Regions from separate parts of the Gadus morhua genome. Here region 2 is linked to region 1. Evidence: chromatin contacts called from public Hi-C data. All regions are on one chromosome and are shown on one strand. Each heading gives the region's core, a stretch centred on a gene start, on an enhancer-like site or on the middle of the called end of the contact. The rest is flanking DNA. Distances are from core to core; before and after follow the strand shown.

The links. A called contact is a pair of places that touch in the nucleus more often than the background predicts.
Region 2: a Hi-C map of heart shows a contact between it and region 1, with 10 times the contacts expected there. The contact joins the promoter of LOC115530038 here to the promoter of rwdd in region 1. A contact is called at or near these places in 5 of 6 Hi-C or Micro-C datasets (blood, gill, gonad and 2 more).

Annotation. Positions count from the first base shown.
Region 1 is chr17:7,334,621-7,339,774 of gadMor3.0, reverse strand. rwdd (RWD domain containing 4) reads left to right here and starts at 3,004. Exons shown (of 8, transcript XM_030338795.1): 1 at 3,004-3,216; 2 at 3,462-3,542; 3 at 3,643-3,752; 4 at 3,910-4,060; 5 at 4,594-4,687; 6 at 4,794-4,843; 7 at 4,990-4,992; 8 at 5,092-5,154. The coding sequence starts at 3,193. The coding sequence ends at 5,121.
Region 2 is chr17:7,463,260-7,468,413 of gadMor3.0, reverse strand. LOC115530038 (PC-esterase domain-containing protein 1A) reads right to left here and starts at 2,394. Exons shown (of 7, transcript XM_030339218.1): 1 at 2,048-2,394; 2 at 1,868-1,947; 3 at 902-1,134. The coding sequence starts at 2,201.

The DNA.
Region 1 (5,154 bases), core at 1,755-4,254:
CTGAACACGGTGAGGAAGACACCGTATAGGTGTGCACCTGCCGGGTAGACAGCTCCCCCGTTGGGGGACAAAGAAATGTATTCAGCTGTGAGTGGGTTTGTGCAACGCAGAGAACGCAGTCTTTTAGGTCGGAAGCGGGAGGCAGGGTTTCACCAGTCGTTTAGCTAGCATACACGCTGAAACCACGGGGAGCAAGGGGAAGGAAGAGCAAGCAGTGGTGATGATGAAGATGATGATTTCACGCGCGAGCCCATGCCTGGGCTTATCCTCAAAGGATAAACACTCTTCCAACTCCCATTCCACCCCCAACCCCCCCCCCTCCCTCCCTCCCCCTCCCTCCCCGAACCCCAACAAAACTAGAGATGTTTGCCACAGGGGGTAAAATGTCCCGACACTGAGCTTAGTAGATAAGGGGTTGAAACATAGGTTTTAAATCTACACCAGATGCTGTGTATATGGACACGATTGCAAAAAAAAAAAAGAGACTAAAAACGTGCCGGGTTGTAGGATGGAGAACGTGCCTCCTACCAATTTCAAATCATTTATTTATACCCTGGTATGTTCCTGTGGCGTTTTGTGTATTGCCTTTTTGGAAATGGAATTCAAATGAGCGTGTGTGTGTGTGTGTGTGTGTGTGTGTGTGTGTGTGTGTGTGAGAGAGAGAGAGACTTCCTGTCTGCAACAAATAAAAATGCAAACATTTGGTAGCGTCTAGGGCTGATGTTTATAGCAGACCTGCGCCGCCTGGGGAGTCCAGCACTCTTCTCAGCGTGTTGGCCCAGTTTTATCAATCAGATATTAGCTTGAACCCCCCATGACAGACAGTACTGGGGCTATGCTGCAGGTTCCCCCTCCCCGCCTTCATTCAAACCTGCCTGTACCCACACGTACCCCCTGTTTCTCACAGCCTGGAAGTGCTACCGTTTTTATACATTTTCTGGTTAGAGAAAGAAAGAGGACAGAGAGAGAGAGAGAGAGAGAGAGAGAGAGGGAGAGAGAGAGAGAGAGAGAGAGAGAGAGAGAGAGAGAGAGAGAGAGAGAGAGAGAGAGAGAGAGAGAGAGAGAGAGAGAGCAAAGACACATTAGAGAGAGGGGAGGGAAAGAGAGAAAAGGAGGGGAACAGTATGACAGAGAGAATGAGAGTAGGAAAGAAAGAGAGAAGGGAATATGAGAGTAAGAGTGAGAGAGTGAGAGAGAATCCTTTATTTGGATTGCGTCTCAAGAGTAACCGTGCCAATTTAGAATGTGCCCCTTTCGGCCAGAAATCATCTGCATAGTGGATAAGTTAATTAAGAGTGAGGGTGGTGATAACAGGCCTTGTATTCTGCCTGTGAGGTACAGTAATTGCATTTCAAATTTTGTTTTTATCAAAGAGCCGCACTCGAAAGAGATAAGACTCCTCAGAATGGCACCGAGCCAACTTGGCACAATGTGCGCGACATAATACATGTTCAATTAAAAGTGAGAATACAAATACATTATGAAGGGTGGCTGACTCCAGACTGACTCAAAGGGTTAACTGTGACCCCAGAACCAGGGCTCCAGAACCAGGGGGCCCATATCTCAAGGGCTGCATTCAAAAAACATAACCAATGAAATGACAGTGCTTTCTCTTACATTAGTTTAAATTACTTACAAAACATGACAGTCCCGCTCTCTCATTTATCCATCAGTCGCTTGGCAGGAATCAAGCCAACAATGGGATCTTAATCAAGGGATTACTCAAAATTAAGATGTTGGCCTTCTGGTTGAGTTTTTGGATTCTATTCAGATATTATTTTATCCTTGGTTAACAAGCGATGCAAGCTAATTTGTAGAATAAACGACTTGATAGTCAGGTTTTGTTGCATTTATAGATTGCAATAATTGTATAAATCTGGGGTGGTGGATAACGAAATAAAGCATGCATGCACAACAACAATTCATTCCTGCTCATGCCAGGAATATCCATTCCCAGCCAATCACCATGGGCCCATGAGAGGGGAACATCAAGATTAGGTTGTACCAATCTCAGAAATGAAACATTTACTTAATATTTATGTTGGTTTTCTATAATGTAAAATTTAATTATTGGGTGACACCAGAACGCCTACACCAGACATAAAACAATTATCTGGGAGTCGATTTAGCGATGGCAATCTGCACGCTAGCATAAGGCGTTGAACATGAGAAATGTTAAATCACAGGGCACGGATGCGAGGGAATGAACTTCAGTATTCTTTCTCCACTTGGAATGGAAACGGCAGCTTTACCTTCAATTAACTACACGCTTGAATCCAATTTGACTGAAATTGACAAAAGGGCTCGGAGCATTTCCCTTCTTGTGTAAATGTTAATACTAGGTATTAAAGACGGCCACGGGAGACGGCATTGGCTTTGATTTACTTTCGAATCATACTCCATATGCAGCAGCAGGGACTTGGGGGGGGGGGGGGGGGGCAAGTTGGTAATCTTGGTTTCAGCAACTGTATACAACGCTGGGAATTATAGAACATATGGGACCACAATAACAGGACTGGACTACTCCAAATTTGATGCATTTAAACTACTTGTGAGACCATCGCAGGCCTTCACACTGTCTGGCCCAGCCTCAACACCTAACCCAACCACACAGACAGACAAATAGCTGCAAAAGGCTCACATCCAAAGCTGGCTTACTCGGGGTGGGGTTGATACGTGATTTTACCATGGCTATTGAGTGCACTCAGCATTTCCCAGACACATTATCTCTCGCAGTTAACCTTGTAGAAATGTACCATCTTTTTTTAAGTCTAACTATTTAAAAAAATGAAGTCCAAGCGCCACCTAGTGGTACAATCAATAGACGGTCGTTTCGCTCACACTGCGTGGCTAATGGTTCGGAGTTTAAACAAATCTGGTAACGCGGATAAAATAATAAAAACATGTACAATCAATAATAATGTGACAAACATACGAATAATAATGACACATAGAAATGCTCTTTTCCACTTACTGATAGGCGGAGTTGTCATAGGGTTCAGAGTTCATGTATAGTACGCATGCGCCGTACATATCACGGTGGCCGCTCGTCAACTCAGCTATGATAGTAGAAAATGTATATTGAACCTTAACTTCTGCTTACAGTAATGAGACGGTAACTTCACGTATTACAGTTTTTATTCGAAAAAGGACTCTAGAAGGACACTAGAGTCAGTCAGCTTCTGACAGAAGATGACAGCCAACGAGGATCAAGAGGTATACTGATAATGCGGGTTGCTAGCCAGCTAACTAGTCGCTAAGTAATTATCATTGTGTTTAAAGGCTATCTGTTTGTGTTTAGTTTGACTAACTACTGTCGCGTAGGGGAACATCGATAGACATGTCCGTCCTAAAGGAATCGCAGCTCTACTCTTCATTTGAATACATTTGTGAAAACCATGTGCATCCCAAACTGGTCAGCTCGTCTCCTCACTTAACCAGTTGTTTTAATGTGTTTTTAGATGGAGTTGGAGGTTCTCCGCTCCATCTACGAGGGGGATGAGTGTTTCAAAGAGATCAGCCCTGTGTCCTTTCAGTACAGGGTGAGTTGGCCACTTGTTGAATCAATGTAATGTAATGTATATGATGGAAATTAAATCCGTTACCTTTTGCTATACGAGTGACGAGTTTCTTTCAACACAGGTGGGAGAACTTGATGACACCAAAGCCTTCATTCTTGATTTCACGTGGCCGGAATCCTACCCAGCTACCGCCCCTCAGATATCCCTAGTTGCATTTTTTAATAACAGAATGTGAGTACCAATCGAAATCTGACATTTCCAGATTGAAATCCACAACGGTTGAACCATGTAGACCTCGTTTAAGATCAAATCAAAAACCCACTTCTTAATTGTTTATCTTATTTTTCTTACTTACTTTTCCTCACCCCTCCCAACTCTACCGCCACAGATCCTCACTGACGAAGCAGCAGATTGTCTCCAAGGTGGAGGAGCAGGCAGAGGCCAGCCTGGGCGAGGCCATGATGTACACGCTGTTTGAGTGGGCCAAGGAGAACCAGGAGAGCCTCATGGAGGATCATCAGCCCGTCGTCACCGCTGTGGTCAGTGGGCTCGCTGGACTTTGTGGGCTTAGTCCTTTTGAGATACTTCTGGGGTATTAGGAATCGGAAACTTTCCGCCCGTCAGACCAGAACTGTGGTGAATAGCCAGAACTCTAGATGGAAACGTGGGTGTTCAGGGTTTGACAAACAGAATTCCAGGTGTGTGAAATACCTCTGAGGTGAGAGTATGCCTACACTCCCTAGACAACACACATACGCAGTGTTGGAAGTCCCTGTGAAAGGGGACACAAGCAGAGAGAAAGACATGATGGATATACACATAAATGCAGTTTTAAGGGTGTAATCTCACCCTTAAAATTCGTTCCAACTACCCTAACGGTAGCCTGAATGTGCTGAAGCACATTGGACTGCCCCTTTAACTTTGGCTTGACTAGCAAACTAATAATGAAATGCAATGCTAAGGCCTGGAAGAGATAAACAATTAATTAGCTTGATAACAGATCAGACAATATCATGAGACCCATATCATATTTCAAATATATTAATCACCAAAATCTACTTTCCGGATGCAGATCTCCAATGACACGACAGCGACAGAGGGCAAGAAAAAGGAGAAAAAGGAACAGCTCACAAAATCACAAAAAAGGAGGATAACTTGTAGGACGGGTAAATTGAAAACCTATTATTTCAGATTCTAAGGCTGTTCCAGCTCAAAGATGATTGCATGGAATCGGTGAAGAAGCAGTGGATTAAACTATAATTTACGTTTCAGATAACAAGGGGGAAATGCCCCGAGGCTGGGACTGGTGTGACGTTATCAAGGTACGTTTTATTTATTTTGTTTCTCCCCTTTACTCCACTAGATGCCAATGGTTGACAATGTACAAAATGACCTGTTCTGTCATATAACCTGTCAATATCTTTGTCGTTTCTTTGAATATGTTTACACTGACGGATTCATCTTCCAGCATGTGAGTAAAAACCTTTCTGGACATATTCATGCATATATTTTCCTCATTACAAAAACAATATCTGACACTTTGCTTCTAACTATTTGTTTGTTTTTTTAGCTTAGCAGAACCGGAGGGATGAACGACTAGGTGAATACTGTGGAAGAGAAGAGGGCGGATTTA
Region 2 (5,154 bases), core at 1,145-3,644, 130 kb before region 1:
GCAAATTGTATCGCCCCCCCATCAGCGAAATGCTAACAAACTGTTTGGAGATGTGCTTACCGTTAACACAAATGTCAGACAAATTTGAGCACTTTTGCGAAATCAGGGGCTGAGCAATAAGAGTCACCTATCCGGAATATTACATAAATCCTTGAATAACAATGGGTAAATTCCTTGAATAACTAATAATTGTCATGACGTAGAACAAAGTTTACTTCAACACAAGCCTCTTATGCAAGTAAACATTCGGTTGAAGAACCAATGTGAAGCCACTTCAAGTTGGATTTCTATCATACTTTTGCAAAGCAAGTCACTAAACCCCAAGTCGCTCGAGCTTCACAGCGAAGCGCAATCATTGAAATTGGACGACCTCCGACGTGTATTACACATACTGCGTTATGTGAGGGATTCCAAAGAAAATGTGTTCCTCAGAATGCTACTGACTTGCATACGCTGTAGAATCCAGTCAATTCCATGAGAAAACAAGGACATCAGGAATGCTATTGATATTTCGTGCAGCTGCGACTGGAATTCTTAAAAATTTGGTTTGTTCATCTTTCTACACACAACTATTCAGGACCTTTGTGAGCAACCCTCCACCTTAGTCAGTCTAACATGCCAGGGTCACAACCACCTCAATAAAAAAAAACATGCTTACGTCAATAGAATAGTCAAGTCAATTCTTTTTTTTTTGTGATGAAAACTTCACAAGCAACAAACTTTTCTAAAGACTACCATCACCATAATGGAATAGGTTACTTATAATTGGATCCCAGTGCCCTGGGAGAGAGCTGGACAAATATATACATTAAAAAGTGTACACACACACACACACACCACAGAATCCCAGCAGGGGAGCACATCATCAACAACAGAATACAGAGTAGGGAGGGATGGATACCTGGACACGTCACAGACGGAGGAGTTGACGACGAGGAGGTCTGGCTTGAGGCCTCCGCGGAGATCCTCCAGGATGCTCTCCATGTAGGGCGAGTAGACGCGGCTCAGGAAGTAGTAGCGCACCAGGTGGTGCTCCGAGCGGTACTGACGCACCTCCCTGTAGTCGGGGCCATTGCTCAAGGGCCCGAGACTGCCACCTTCAACCAGGCCGTCGTGTTCAAATGAAGCTTCACCCTTTTAGAAAAGGTTGGGAGATTAAGTCACATGCCCAATTAAGTTGAAGGGATTTACATGTAAAGTAAATAAAGAAGATTTGTGTACATTGGTTTACTGAATATATGCTTGTGACAGTTGGATGAGTAGTCAAAATTACAAATGCACATTCCTGATATTACATATTAAAGCTTGTATGGGCAACTTGGAGAAATCATGATTTTTTTAAGTAGCCAACTGGAAACAATGTAGGTAGACTGACAGCTAGGTCGTCCAAAAGATTAATTCGGGCAGAATTAAATGATTGGATGGTTTTATTGCAGGTCTGCTGCAGCCAGATAACAGATGTTTTGTGAAAATGTGTCAAGAGCATTGGATTTCTTGATTGCCGTCTTGGTGCGAAGAGAATTTCAACAAACCAACAAAAAATGCTTCTAAATTAAATTGCCTTTCTATGCTTCTTTGGAGATACCAACCAAAGTAACCTAGCTTTAGAAAGTATCCAACCGTAATAAAGTCATGCAGCTCTTTATATCATTCAATTAGTTGGAAACTGGAACGATTCGCAGGTTTAATACAGGCCTGAAACAGCAGCATAGTTACATTTTGAATTTTTTAAGACCCCGATTGATTTATTGCTGGCAGGTTTTAAAGAGAAAAGAAAAAATGATTCAACTATAAAATGGCCTCCCCTTGCTTTAATCCCCACAGGGGGACAATATGTAGAGCTAGTGTCGTCGATGGCCCACTTCACCTTAGACTTCAGCTGAGAGCTCGTCAGGAACGTGTCCTTCTGAAGCAGCAGGACGAGGTCCTTGTACATGGAGCGCTGTACTGAAACGCACATGTAATCGGAAGGGTTTTTAATTAATGTATTAGTGTCGTAGCTGATTCAAGTACACAGCATTAAAGTGCAAACTATTGATTTTCTCACCTGAACCACCGAGAATCACAACAAATTTGTTGTGCAGCAGTTGGCTGGCTTCATTTAATGTCACAAATCCTAGCATGTTCACAGCTTTTGTTTTTTTAAAAAAATGTTTAAAACCGTCCACAAATAGGATAATACTGCATGTCGATGAGTGCATGTATTCTTTAACGATTAAAACCACGGCAACTTGAATACCGTTGTATTTTGCGAAATGGAGGACAGATTGGATTGTGTGCAGAGGAAGCGACACGTCTCGGGTGCAACGTAGGCGACAGAGAAAAAGTTAATTAGCTTAATCCGCTGCAGTTGAGAGTTTTGATGATAGCAGTGGCGAAGTCACGCCTCTTCCGGTAGAGCCCATGGGACCTATGAGATCGAAAAATAATTATAATGATAATTTTTCAATAAACGGAGAAGAGTTTGACCGTTTATTGTGCAATTGTTCAGTTAAAGGCTGTAGTGAAAACACAATGAGAAAGACTGCATGTCACGTATGTGCCGTCACGCTCCCTGCGACTGGGGTGAACAAGACCGACAATCTTCCCATCGAACTGAAACTATCCACGTGCCCCAACTAATGGTTTTCACCTCTTTCGATGCTTTTATCCTCCCCTTGGAAAATACGTAACATTATCAAACTTCTTCACGAAAATGTTTAGTTTGCTTTGGATGAAAAATGATCATTTAAATCCACAAACAACATGTGTGTAATCCGGGGCATATAAAGACTGGGACCAGAAAATAATTACTTTCTCTCCGTTGAAACCCATTCATATTTTTAGATCTCATAGGTCCCATGGGCTCTACCGGAAACGGCGTGACTTTATGCGCCACTCTATGAGTAGGGACTTTGGTTACTCAAAACGCGCCCTTTTTGATGCCCATTGGTTTCTTTGGAAGTCTAGGCGTCATGTTAAACAAAACAAATAATTCATTAGGGATTTATATCGAATTATCTTTTGAAATTGGGGAAACAATATTATCAATAGGCACGACAGGTGGCACTACAGCCCAGTCCATTTCTGAACTACGGACGATTGCGCATGCGTGCAAGTGTGGCAAAATAGTTTTTTTGCCGTTACATTTGTTCCCGACAAAGAAAACAGCTACATTGGTCTAATACCCTTTTTCAATATTCTCAAATGTCAAGAATCTCAAAATGTATTCAAAGTTAGACCTTGGGCCTCCGCTATATGAACAAAGTTATCCCTGTTTCATTAGAAAATCAAATGAACATCCCTTACCGTTATTCAAGAGTAACTGTTGGCATCTTAAATTTAAGGTATAAGGAGCCTTGGATCCCATCTTGAGTATCAGGCATGGTGGCCTTTTTTTTATTTAGCTGGAGATCTATGTTTAGAATCTACAAAGACAGGTGGTTAAACAACTCTGCATCGCAACCAAACCAGTGGCAAGGAGAAGTCCTCTTTCTCCTTATCCAGTGCGATAACTGGATCTGATCTCAATGACGAAAGGGCTGGAACCAAAGATATAAAAAAAAAAAAAAAGATATAAATAAAAGTATACAATTCTGAGCAGAAAATACATAAAACATCGAAGGACATTTATTTCCCAAACTTGCATTCTGCCAACACCAGTTCAGTAGTTCGCCCACACATGAACATTCAAAATGTATCCTGGTTCCCTCCTAAACCTGGAGTCTATGGATCCGGAGGTGCCCGTCTAATCCACCTGTTGCTGTTGCCTGCGCAGCCCTCGGAGACTGTTATTGTGATAAGGGCTGTACAAACAAACTTGAATGTTGATGTTGTCTCTCACGATCCACGGCCTCCTGGGTGCGCCCCTTTATTTCCTCCCGGTCCCAACAAAAGAGAAGCCACTCAACAGTAAACCCACCATCTGCCAGACACGAGTGGGTATTAACACAGGGACATGGCACACTCTGTTTCTATTGTCGCAGAGTGCCCCATGAGGAGGGGCACGCACACACACACACACACACACACACACACACACACACACACACACACACACACACACACACACACACACACACACACACACACACACACACACACACACACACACACACACACACAAACGTTTGCTCCTTCAGCAGAGTACGGAGAGAGGATCTCTTGGTGTTGAGAGCGGAATATGGATGCAGCCCCAGGATTGGGCCGTCTCTGTCGACCAAGTCGAAAATTGAGGGAAAGATGGAATATCGATATCCCTGGAGGTCGGCACAGATTGGAAAGACACACCGTATGGCTTAGTGTAGCAAAGTAACCTTTACAGAATGGTGTGTGTGTGTGAGAGTGTGTGTGTGTGTGTGTTTGTGTGTGTGTCTATCTCTGTTTGTCTCTCTCTCGCTCCATGTATTCTACGAGGGTACACGACCTCCAGTTCCCTTTGGAATCTTCTTGAAACAAGCTGTATATCATTATATTTGTACTTTCCAAGTTTTTAAATATATTATTTAACTCTTGTTTACTATATCCGATTATTTATTGACCTTTCTACGCCGATTCGGTAATTTAAATATGGGCCCTACATCCATTTGCAGCGTATTTATAGAGTCTTCTATCACAATCACAGTGGAGGCTGCTAATGAGGCCGGCAGAGCCCGGAACGTGTTAGAATGCACCGAATAAAGGATGTGTGGGAGGACTCCGACGGAAGAGCAGATCAGGGGCCGAAAAGACAAAAGCCGGGATGAGAAACACGTAGCCCAACCATCCAGCAAAAATATATCTCAGTTTTTCCGACGTCAAAAAAAAATCCTATAAAGCGTCCCCCGTTCATTTGTATGCATGCATCCACCGGCCGGCTGGGAGCGGAGCCACGGAAACCCATTAAGGTGCTCCGACCTGTCTGGCAGGGCCGCTGCGGAGGCAGAGAGCCTCATGCCGGGGACGCGGGGGGCCCCCTCTGGGATAGGCCTGAGTCGGACCACGTAGTCTGCAGCGAGCCGCTGAATATCCGACCCTTTGGGTTTGTTTGGGGCCCGCGTGGGGGTGGGAGAGTGGGTGTGTGTGTGTGTGTGGGGGGGGGGGGGGGGGGGGGGAGGGTGGGTGGGGGGGGGGGGGAGGGTGGGTGGGGTGTCTCTGGGTAATGGATAAAGAAAATGCCTGCATCAATATTTTCTC